2 separate regions of the Ovis aries genome follow, and region 1 is linked to region 2. Evidence: chromatin contacts called from public Hi-C data. All regions are on one chromosome and are shown on one strand. Each heading gives the region's core, a stretch centred on a gene start, on an enhancer-like site or on the middle of the called end of the contact. The rest is flanking DNA. Distances are from core to core; before and after follow the strand shown. Region 1 overlaps ARID1B (AT-rich interaction domain 1B). Region 2 overlaps ARID1B (AT-rich interaction domain 1B).

Region 1 (4,465 bases), core at 1,168-3,667, 170 kb after region 2:
TCGGCTCTCCTGCTGGCTTCTGTTCTACTGTTAGCATTTCAGATTTGAAATTACTGAATCACTGATAAATTCTGATAAATCCAATATTGAAGATGAGAAGAGATTTGAATCATCCTTAGTTCTGGGTGACTTCATTAAAGTTAAGTTTGATCATTCTGTGGTCTGTTTCTGGCCGTGTCCAAGCCCTGTGTTGGTCACACTTGCCTACACTGTCCTGCAAATGAAGTGGCTGAGTGTGCCTGCCATGTCCCCCAACACTGTTACGCAGTTGAATGATCACAGCCAGTGTTTCTTGAGCACTTAGAGTGTGCCAGGGCTTTCCTGTTTAATCTTCATACGAGCCCTGTGATACAGATGCTGTTCTAAAACCCCTGAGAAAACCAAGGCACATACAGTCTCAGCAGACTGGCCCGTTGTTGCTAATGAGGGGGAGAACCAGGCTTTGATCCCAGACATCTGGCTCTAGAATTAGAGATCCAGGTGTACCTACCACACTTTGTGCTTAAAGCAGCGCTGTAATAGGTAAACTGTTCACACACAGAAAGTGGTACCTGTGAGCCAAAGAAAGGAGTTGTTTCTCTTTTAATTACTTGCTCTAGCTGATATCTGGAGGGCAGTGCTAATATCTAAGGCCACTAATCAAGAGATCTCAAATAAATACTTTTTAGGCCCAGGGTACATGTGTAATAAGCACACCTCAATATAGATCTGTTGGTTCTAAATACAAGTAGAGAAGTTCCTCTCTCTCACCCCGTCCTTAAAGATCCACAGCCTTTGCCAGTTATGGTGGACTTTAAAAACTGTGAAATCTAATTTCGAAAATCTCACAACATTACATTCAGTTCACAGAGTAAAACAAGCTGCCTCTGAACAGCTCTGAAACTATTTTTCCAAAATAAAAACCCAGTAGGGTGTAGGGACCAAAGTGGCGATGTCTGCAAAGATCTAAAGGTATATTTTATTTGCCAGGAAAGAACTCATGTCACTGAATGGTCTGTACTTCTGTATGGAGAATAGCTCTCCCAGTGTGCATCAGCTTCAGTACAAGAAATCCTGCTGAGGTATAGACACTTCAGAAAGTACAGGGCCTGTGCTGTGAACAGTCAGCTCTTTCCTCTCCCCCCTCTTTATTTTAAACTATCATTTTTATGGCAACATTATCGCTTTAACTGAACAAAAGAGCTTGGATTGCAGGCGCACCTCTGATAATACATTCTTCTCAGTAATCCAAATGGAGCCCGAGTCTGCGAAACAGGAAACGGGAGGAAAGCTTCCTGTATCTAGCCGTTCAGCCAGTGCACAGCCTGGAGGGCATAGTGCAGGGTGCACGGGGCCAGGCTGCGTGGCTCACGTGTTCTGCACACTGCTCAGCAATAGAACAGAAACATGGACCAGGCCGTGGGGCAGTGAGCAACGCCAGCCTCTCAACCAAAAGCCAGGCATTGCCTCCAGCATTCCAGACCCATGATTAAGGAAAATGTTTCTGAAACATTTTTATCATCAGAGAAGGGAAACAAATTATTCCCAAACCTTTGCCATGTCAGGGCCTCATATACTACAAAATTTTTAAACTAATTTTCAGCCAAAATTTGTGTTAAGTCAGGTTTTTCCCCATAAGAACCTAACTGTAGCTTATTCCTTACCAATACATCCAAGCAAACAACTGAAAGATTCCTCAGAAACATTCTAGATTCTTTTTTCGAATGTTCATTCTGAACCAGCTTAAATCCTAAAAGCTAATGATTTAAGGTCATTCCTCTGTGTTCCAGTTCGGATGTGACACGGCTGATAAGATTTGAAATTCAGTCCTGTCAGCCTCTGAAAGGTGTTGCCCCTTAGCCCTGGAGCCTTCACCCTGATCTTCACTGTAGAGTGGCTGTGTGACTTCTCACTCCAGAGATCCAGGTTGTGCCTTTGGGTTCTAGAGCAGTTCGACCAAAGGAAGGCTCCTAAATGAAACCTGAGCAGGGCCTAGGGGTGCGGTTGCTTCTCTGAAGTCCTGGCGGGGCTCTTGTCATAACCGACTGTATAAGTTAGTGAAGATCTAATGAACAGCCACGGGGATCCAGGGCCTTAGCTGCCTGTAAGCTAGAGTGGGGTAGGGGCAGGGTGGGAGGGGACCCGGCTGGGAGGAATGGGTGGGGGTTGGTGGGAGGAAGCTCCACTTTCAATTAGTAAGTCTGTAACCAAAAACCCATCCATCTTTGCTGGCAGGTGGCTGACTGAATTTCTATTATTAGCTGACAGGTGATGTCACAGAGCCTGTCATGGATCCAACTAGGGAATCCTCAGTGGAAGATAAATGAGAAAGGGCTCGGGTTATAAACAGAGGTGCCCTCTGGGTGACCTCTGGTTGCCGTAGACCTGGGACTATCAGCTATGCCTCATCTCCCCACCCTCCTTCCTGCAACCCCAGCCAGAACTAGGGCACTGGGTCCATGCTGTGTAAATTAATTCCCAGCTAGGAGTCTGGCCGTTCAGTCTGAAGTGTGTGAATGTACTTAACCTTCAATAACCTTTCCATTGTTTACTTTCCAGTATACATTTGTAGCTTCTGGCAAAAGGTAGGGATATCCTAGAGAGCCAGCCTCCTCTGTTAGCAGCTTCCAGAGGTTGCATTCTTTTTTTTTTTTTTCCCTGAAAGGAAAGGAAAACACACTGGCAAGAGGGGAGAATGTTTCCTTTTTTTTTTTTTTTTTTTTTAAGCTGTAAATGTGAATACTTGTAAATAAGGGCCATTCTGAACTCTCAGTCTTGTGAGCCGTGTTCCTAGGAAGCTGTGCTGGCTTCTGCACAGTCTGCTTCTTGAGTTTAAGAAATCAGTTATTTCCCCTGCCAGTTCTATGGGGCAGTCATGTCTGTAGGGTTATGCGTATATATTTGTAAAAGACTCTGACTTGTTTCTTTCATTATATCTACTTTTTAAATATGTGTTTTTTGGTAAAACTCTGGAAATGCATACTTGGTATACAAATATAATAAAGTGAGTTTGCTAAAACTCTGGTTTGGTTTAGAAGCATGAGTTGGTAAGTTTTTATTTTAAGGAATCTACATCTAAGAAGGTATCTATAGTTAAAGCTACTCTTCCCTGATTCACTCTAGTCCTGTGCACCTAGGGGAGGTGTTATGGAAAGCACCCTCTGTTGGCCAGTCCTCAGTATTGATTCCCAACCAGGCCCAGACCACACCAACCGCGCCATGTTGGGTCAGCTGAGGCTCTCTGAGAAAAAGTGACAGACCCCATTTCTTACTCACTCATAGCGCACTCTGTAATCGCCAGGGTTTGTGTAACTCAGTTTCTTCTAAAGTAAAGTGTGGTAATTGTACAGTTTGTTAACTGTAGATAATAATATATGCAAATTATTGTTTATAAGCAACCAGCAATCCTATTTGTTACAGTTAGAATTCTGAAAGTATTTAATGTATGTATGTATGTGGGCAGGAATTTTTATCTTTTTCTGTCAATTTGATAAATTCCAACAGAAAACAGCACACAATATTCATTCAATTAGTATTTGTTTAATTAATAAGTGAAACCAATATCTATCCAACACCTAACATGCTAAGGACTATGATCAATGATAAAGCAAGAGCCCTTAAATATTATGTTTTAAGGTAGGATTAATTTTTTACATGAATCCTGCTGCTACTGCTAAGTCACTTCAGTCGTGTCTGACTCTGTGCGACCCCATGGACTGCAGCATACCAGGCTCCTCCGTCCATAGGATTTTCCAGGCAAGAGTACTGGAGTGGGGTGCCACTGCTTTCTCCTTACATGAATCCTACTTAAGTTTTAAAAAGATCTGTTCAATTCTGGGCTCTGTTATTATAGTGTAATTACAGTTAAAGCCAGGTCTTATTACTCTGATGACGACATTCAGTTCAGTTTAGTCGCTCAGTCGTGTCCGACTGTGCGACCCTGTGAATCACAGCATGCCAGGCCTCCCTGTCCATCACCAACTCCCGGAGTTTGCCCAAACTCATGTCCATCAAGTCAGTGATGCCATCCAGCCATCTCATCCTCTGTTGTCCCCTTCTCCTCCTGCTCCCAGTCCCTCCAGTATTGGAGTTTCAGCTTCAGCATCAGTCCTTCCAATGAACACCCAGGACTGATCTCCTTGGGGATGGGCTGCTTGGATCTCCTTGCAGTCCAAGGGGCTCTCAAGAGTCTTCTCCAACACCACAGTTCAAAAGCATCAATTCTTTGGCGCTCAGCTTTATTCACAGTCCAGCTCTCACATCCATATATGACCACAGGAAAAACCATAGCCTTGACTAGATGGACCTTTGTTGGCAAAGTAATGTCTCTGCTTTTGAATATGCTATCTAGGTTGGTCATAACTTTCCTTCCAAGGAGTAAGTGTCTTTTAATTTCATGGCTGCAGTCACCATCTGCAATGATTTTGGAGCCCCCAAAAATAAAGTCTGACACTGTTTCCACTGTTTCCCCATCTATTTCCCATGA
Region 2 (4,518 bases), core at 1,250-3,749:
TACTGTCACACAGTAGTCATTATCTCATTAAAACTATCTGAAAATCTCATTAGGTACCTTTAAGCACTTTTTTTCCCCTTCCTTTGTCTTCTAATGTGTGTGCATGGAAACAGAAATACATATATACATAAATACCTACCTACCAACCAACGGACATAATTTGGATAACTGAAAAGAAACCGTAGACCAAAAAGTAGCTGTGAGCGGGACAGAAGGAGGGAGAGACTAATTTCAGAAAGGAGGGAATAGTGCATGTGTAACTAAGGAAATGGCAGTGACTTATGGTTGGTTTCAAAAAACTTTAAAGTAAAATTGAAAACCATTTCGTGCAAAGTATGTTTTAGGAAAATCATTGACATTCAGAAATAAATAGAATGAGTATAATTGTTTTGAACATTTCTTCTTTGATGAAGAATTTACTTAAAATGGATTTCAATACTTTTCTGAATTCTTGTATTTCATCTTTGTAGATAGCAGCATTTATGCTATTTATATGTCACTCTTTTACACCCTTTTTAAAGTTCGACACTTCATAAGGGATATAACTTGAAGTTAAAAAATAAAAAGTTTGTGGGCAAATCTTTTGTGTTGGTAAAATGTTGTTATAATCATGTAATTGTAAGTTGAAACCTGAAAAATAGATATGGAATCCAAAATAAATTTAATGAGCATCATCTTTTTTTCATAATCTTACACATTAATGATTTAAAACTCTATTTAAAGTTTCCTCAAAACTAATCTTGTCTAATTTTTCTTGTTTCCTCAAGCCAGTGTTACCTCCCTCCACATACCTCTTGTTTATAGTTCATTAATTTTTTCCGATTAATGATATGTGAGTTTCTGCTGTATATATTTTGTTTTAGTAATCTACTTGATTCCTTTGTTTTCTTCCAAAAAGAAATAATATGGCACTCTAAGTTATAAATTATGTATAACCTTAATGGGTGACAGAATGCTGCTTATTTGTAGACTTTGGTAGTTAAATATACATTTGGAAAACTAAAACTTAACATTTGCTCTAAAAGACGTGTTACGGGTGATTTTTCAGATGCAGCGATGCTAGCAAGTCAGCTGGAGTCGCTTCCTGTGCGGCCCTCCCTAGTCCTTCTCGCTAGCGCTGGTCCTTCTCCGTGCCCCTCCCGGGCTCTGGCTCCAGGGTGCCTCCTGCTTCTCTTTCCCTTGCCTGTCAGCTTCCGCGTTAATCATTCATCACTCTAATAGTTTATCTATTTTTATTCATTGCCAAAGTCTGGCTTTGGAGAGTATGGAATATTTGAAGGAGAGAGAACCTCTTTCCAGCCACTAGCCCTGATAGGACTATTTTCGTTTTTCTATACATTAAAAACAACTCTGCGTTTGTTTTTTTCGTTTTCATAACCAACATATGTTGAGCAATTAATACACCCAGTGGTTCGATTTGGCACTCAGGACAAAACAGACGATGTTTAGGAAGAAGGTACAAGGAAACATGAAAGGTGTGGGGGCGGGGGACAGGAAAGATTTAAGCAAGTTCAGAAATCCCCTTCGTTCCCGCGCGGAGCCCCAGGAATCCTGAGTGTGTGCTCAGAGGTGCGGTGGCAGAGCCTCCGCGGAGGAGCCTGGGAGAGCAGGCAGGGCAGCTGGGGCGAGGTTGTGCAACAAAGCTCCGGGAGGGAGCTCCCAGCAGGCCCCGCGCCCCGCCCACCGCTCCAGGTTTCCCGGCAGGCAGCCTCCGCCCCGCCCTCCCCGCTTCCCCTCCCCTCTCCGCGCCGCCTGGGAGCTGTGGGCTGGGGTGGGGGCGGGGGCGGAGTGGGGAGGGGGGTGTCTTCCCGCTTGACTAGCCTGAGCCCCAGCCTCCGTGGCCATTTTCCCCGGGACTGGCAGGACCCTGGGTTCCTTCTCGGGAGCTTTCTGCGAGCCGGAAAATTGGCAGTTTAGGCAGGAGGTGGCAAGTGCCTTGTCGAACGTGGTTCTGTAAAGTTTCTGCTGACTACAGCTTAACATTTAAACGAAACACACCAGCTGGATTGGTGAAGGCAGAGAGCGTTTTTCCTGTGCCACTTCGGGCCCCAGTTACACTCAGAATTGCTTCATTTGCCCCCTAACCTTCTCCTCCTCCTCCACCAGTTTGGCTTGCCAAAAGCTGTGTGCTTTAATTTTTTCCGTTTCCTTTAGTGCGTCTCTCTTTTCACCCCTCTTCCTCCTCCGCTCCAGAAGGAACATCACCACCCAACTTCTTGGACTGGATAAGTTGCAACTCGTTTTGCATGATTAAAACTGAGTGCCTGATGGTGGAAAAGCACTGAAGGAGCTGAGGAAGGTCAGAGCCACTGCCCAGGCCTCTAAACACAGGGCGGGGCCGGCACTCAGAACCCACTTGACAAAAACAGGGCGGGGCGGGCGAGGGGCGGGGTCAGAGCGCAGAGCTGCCAAACTTTGGGCGGGGCCGTGCCTGTGGACAGGGCGGGTGGAGCCTGAGACCCAGGCCTATGAGAACTCAGCTGGACCGGCGGGTGAGGGGCGGGGTGGCCACCACCATTGGCTGCTTCAGTGCAGCCAGGAGTCAGGCTGACCCAGGCTAGGGCTGCTTAGACAGGCACTTGGTTTCCATTTGTGTCATAACTCCTGTTTGGAGCCAAGTACATGCTCATCCACCTTCCTTGGCAGGAAAACCAACTCACAGAATTTTTTTAAAAGCTGGGAGAAGGGTGAAGGAGGGATGGACTGGGGATTTGGGGTTAGTAGATGCAAACTATTAAATACAGAATGGGTGAACAATAGAATCGTACTGTAGAGCACAGGGAACTATATTCAATGTCCTGAGATAAACCATGATGGAAAAGAATATAAAAAATAATGTATATATGTGTGTATCTGAGTCACTTTGCTTTTCAGCAAAAATTAACAACATTGTAAATCAGCTGTGCTTCAGTTAAATTTTAAAAGCTGTGGAGGGTCTAAGCTTGTGAAGTTTTAGCTGCTGCATGTGTTTTCCTGCTCATAATTAAGTGCTAGAGGCTTTTTGAAATACTCTTTCTGCTGTTAAGCCTTTCTCTTTCATGAAGACTTAGATTGAGTGTTCTCCTTGATCACCTTCTCTAGGAGTTTTAAGTAGAATGTTGCAATTTCGAGATCTTGGACATTTTCAAGTAACCTAAATGTCATTATAGGTAAGACTGTAGGTTAATTAAAATATGCTTTTAATTCAACCAATAACAATCAACTATGGCCAGTTGGTTTTTAAACTTTTTTATTCTACACTACGGATATGTAATTTGTAAAGCTTGTTTACTCATTGATGCTATTTACAATAAATAGTTTACTATTTGGTATGTTTGCTTTCTGTCATATGCAAGTCAGCTTAATCTTGGAATTCTGGAAATTTAATTTGATGATATAATGGGAATGTAGTTTTGAGTTAATTTATCACTATTGATGTAGAGGTGAAATCAAAGAAATGTGTCTTGAAGAATTTAAGAGAAATGGCCTTGAATAGTTCTGAATATTAACCTTCCATTTGCTTTTATGCCTTATACTGTTGGCATAAGTATGGCAGATGAGTATGCATAATATTTTCCCTTGCATTGTGTATAGAAACGAGATTTTGTAAAAACTGCTAGAATCCTAGCAGGGATGTTTCTAACTTTGATCATAGTTGCCTGCATATGACATTTGCCAGTTCCTTTTTAAATTAAGTAAGATCAAATATTTTTCAAGTATTTTGTTAAAGGAATGAGTAATATACTAAAGTATGCTATTGAACACCTCCTCACAGTATAGTGTTAGGGTAAGCCTTTATTGGTGATCATCAGTGGGTCATGATAACAGCTCTTTTTAGATTTTGAGCTACAGTCTTGTGTAATAGTGGTGAAATTGGTTCTGGTAAATTAATTTTGAGTTGACAAGCTTTTTAACTATCTGACTTTGTGGATATTGAATTAATAAACAGGCTTAATTTCTATATATCTCAAAAATGATATCCATAATTGCAAAAGACAACAAAATGAACCCTTTCATATAAGTTGATGGAATTTAAAAGTGATATAACATGATTTGAATAAAAAACAATTTCGCTGCTTTCACATCCTCCCAGCAGCATATTCCATGGTTACATGAAAGTGAAAGTGTTGGTCACTCAGTCCTGACAGATTCTTTGCGACCCCGTGGACTGTATATCTGTCAATGGGATACTCCAGGGAAGAATACTGGAGTGGGTTGCCATTCCCTTCTCTAGGGGATCTTCCCACCCAGGGATCCAACCTGAGTCTACCATCTGAGCCATCAGGGAAGCCCCAACAGAAAGGCGTCCCTGGGTGGATTACCCACTAATCCCATTGGTAAAAATACATCTGAAATTATAGGTACATCAAACTTTATTTAGGAATCACCATTCTGTTGTTAATCATAAAGTCTTGGTTTCAAAAGTCCTAACACAGTTAAGTATCAGCACAAAAGACATACCTATTTGGATAATCATTTATGCCTATTCTCTCCAAGTTTGTTTCTGTTTGCTCTGAGCATTTGCCTGGTTTATAGCAA

What was found. Hi-C and Micro-C count contacts between places; a contact is called where the count stands out from the background.
Region 1: a Hi-C map of liver shows a contact between it and region 2, with 4 times the contacts expected there. The contact joins two enhancer-like sites. A contact is called at or near these places in 2 of 16 Hi-C or Micro-C datasets (liver and tail adipose tissue).

The regions. Positions count from the first base shown.
Region 1 is chr8:81,562,289-81,566,753 of ARS-UI_Ramb_v3.0, forward strand. The region is part of intron 11 of ARID1B (AT-rich interaction domain 1B); the gene reads left to right. Among named protein-coding and RNA genes, the nearest start is that of LDHAL6B, 130 kb to the right of the region's middle. Within about 2 kb of position 2,418, at least 16 of the 54 cell types and tissues checked have an H3K27ac peak or open chromatin away from gene starts, as enhancers often do. A contact at or near this core is called in liver, where this site is marked.
Region 2 is chr8:81,397,097-81,401,614 of ARS-UI_Ramb_v3.0, forward strand. The region is part of intron 4 of ARID1B (AT-rich interaction domain 1B); the gene reads left to right. Among named protein-coding and RNA genes, the nearest start is that of TRNAC-ACA, 190 kb to the left of the region's middle. Within about 2 kb of position 2,500, at least 54 of the 54 cell types and tissues checked have an H3K27ac peak or open chromatin away from gene starts, as enhancers often do. A contact at or near this core is called in liver, where this site is marked.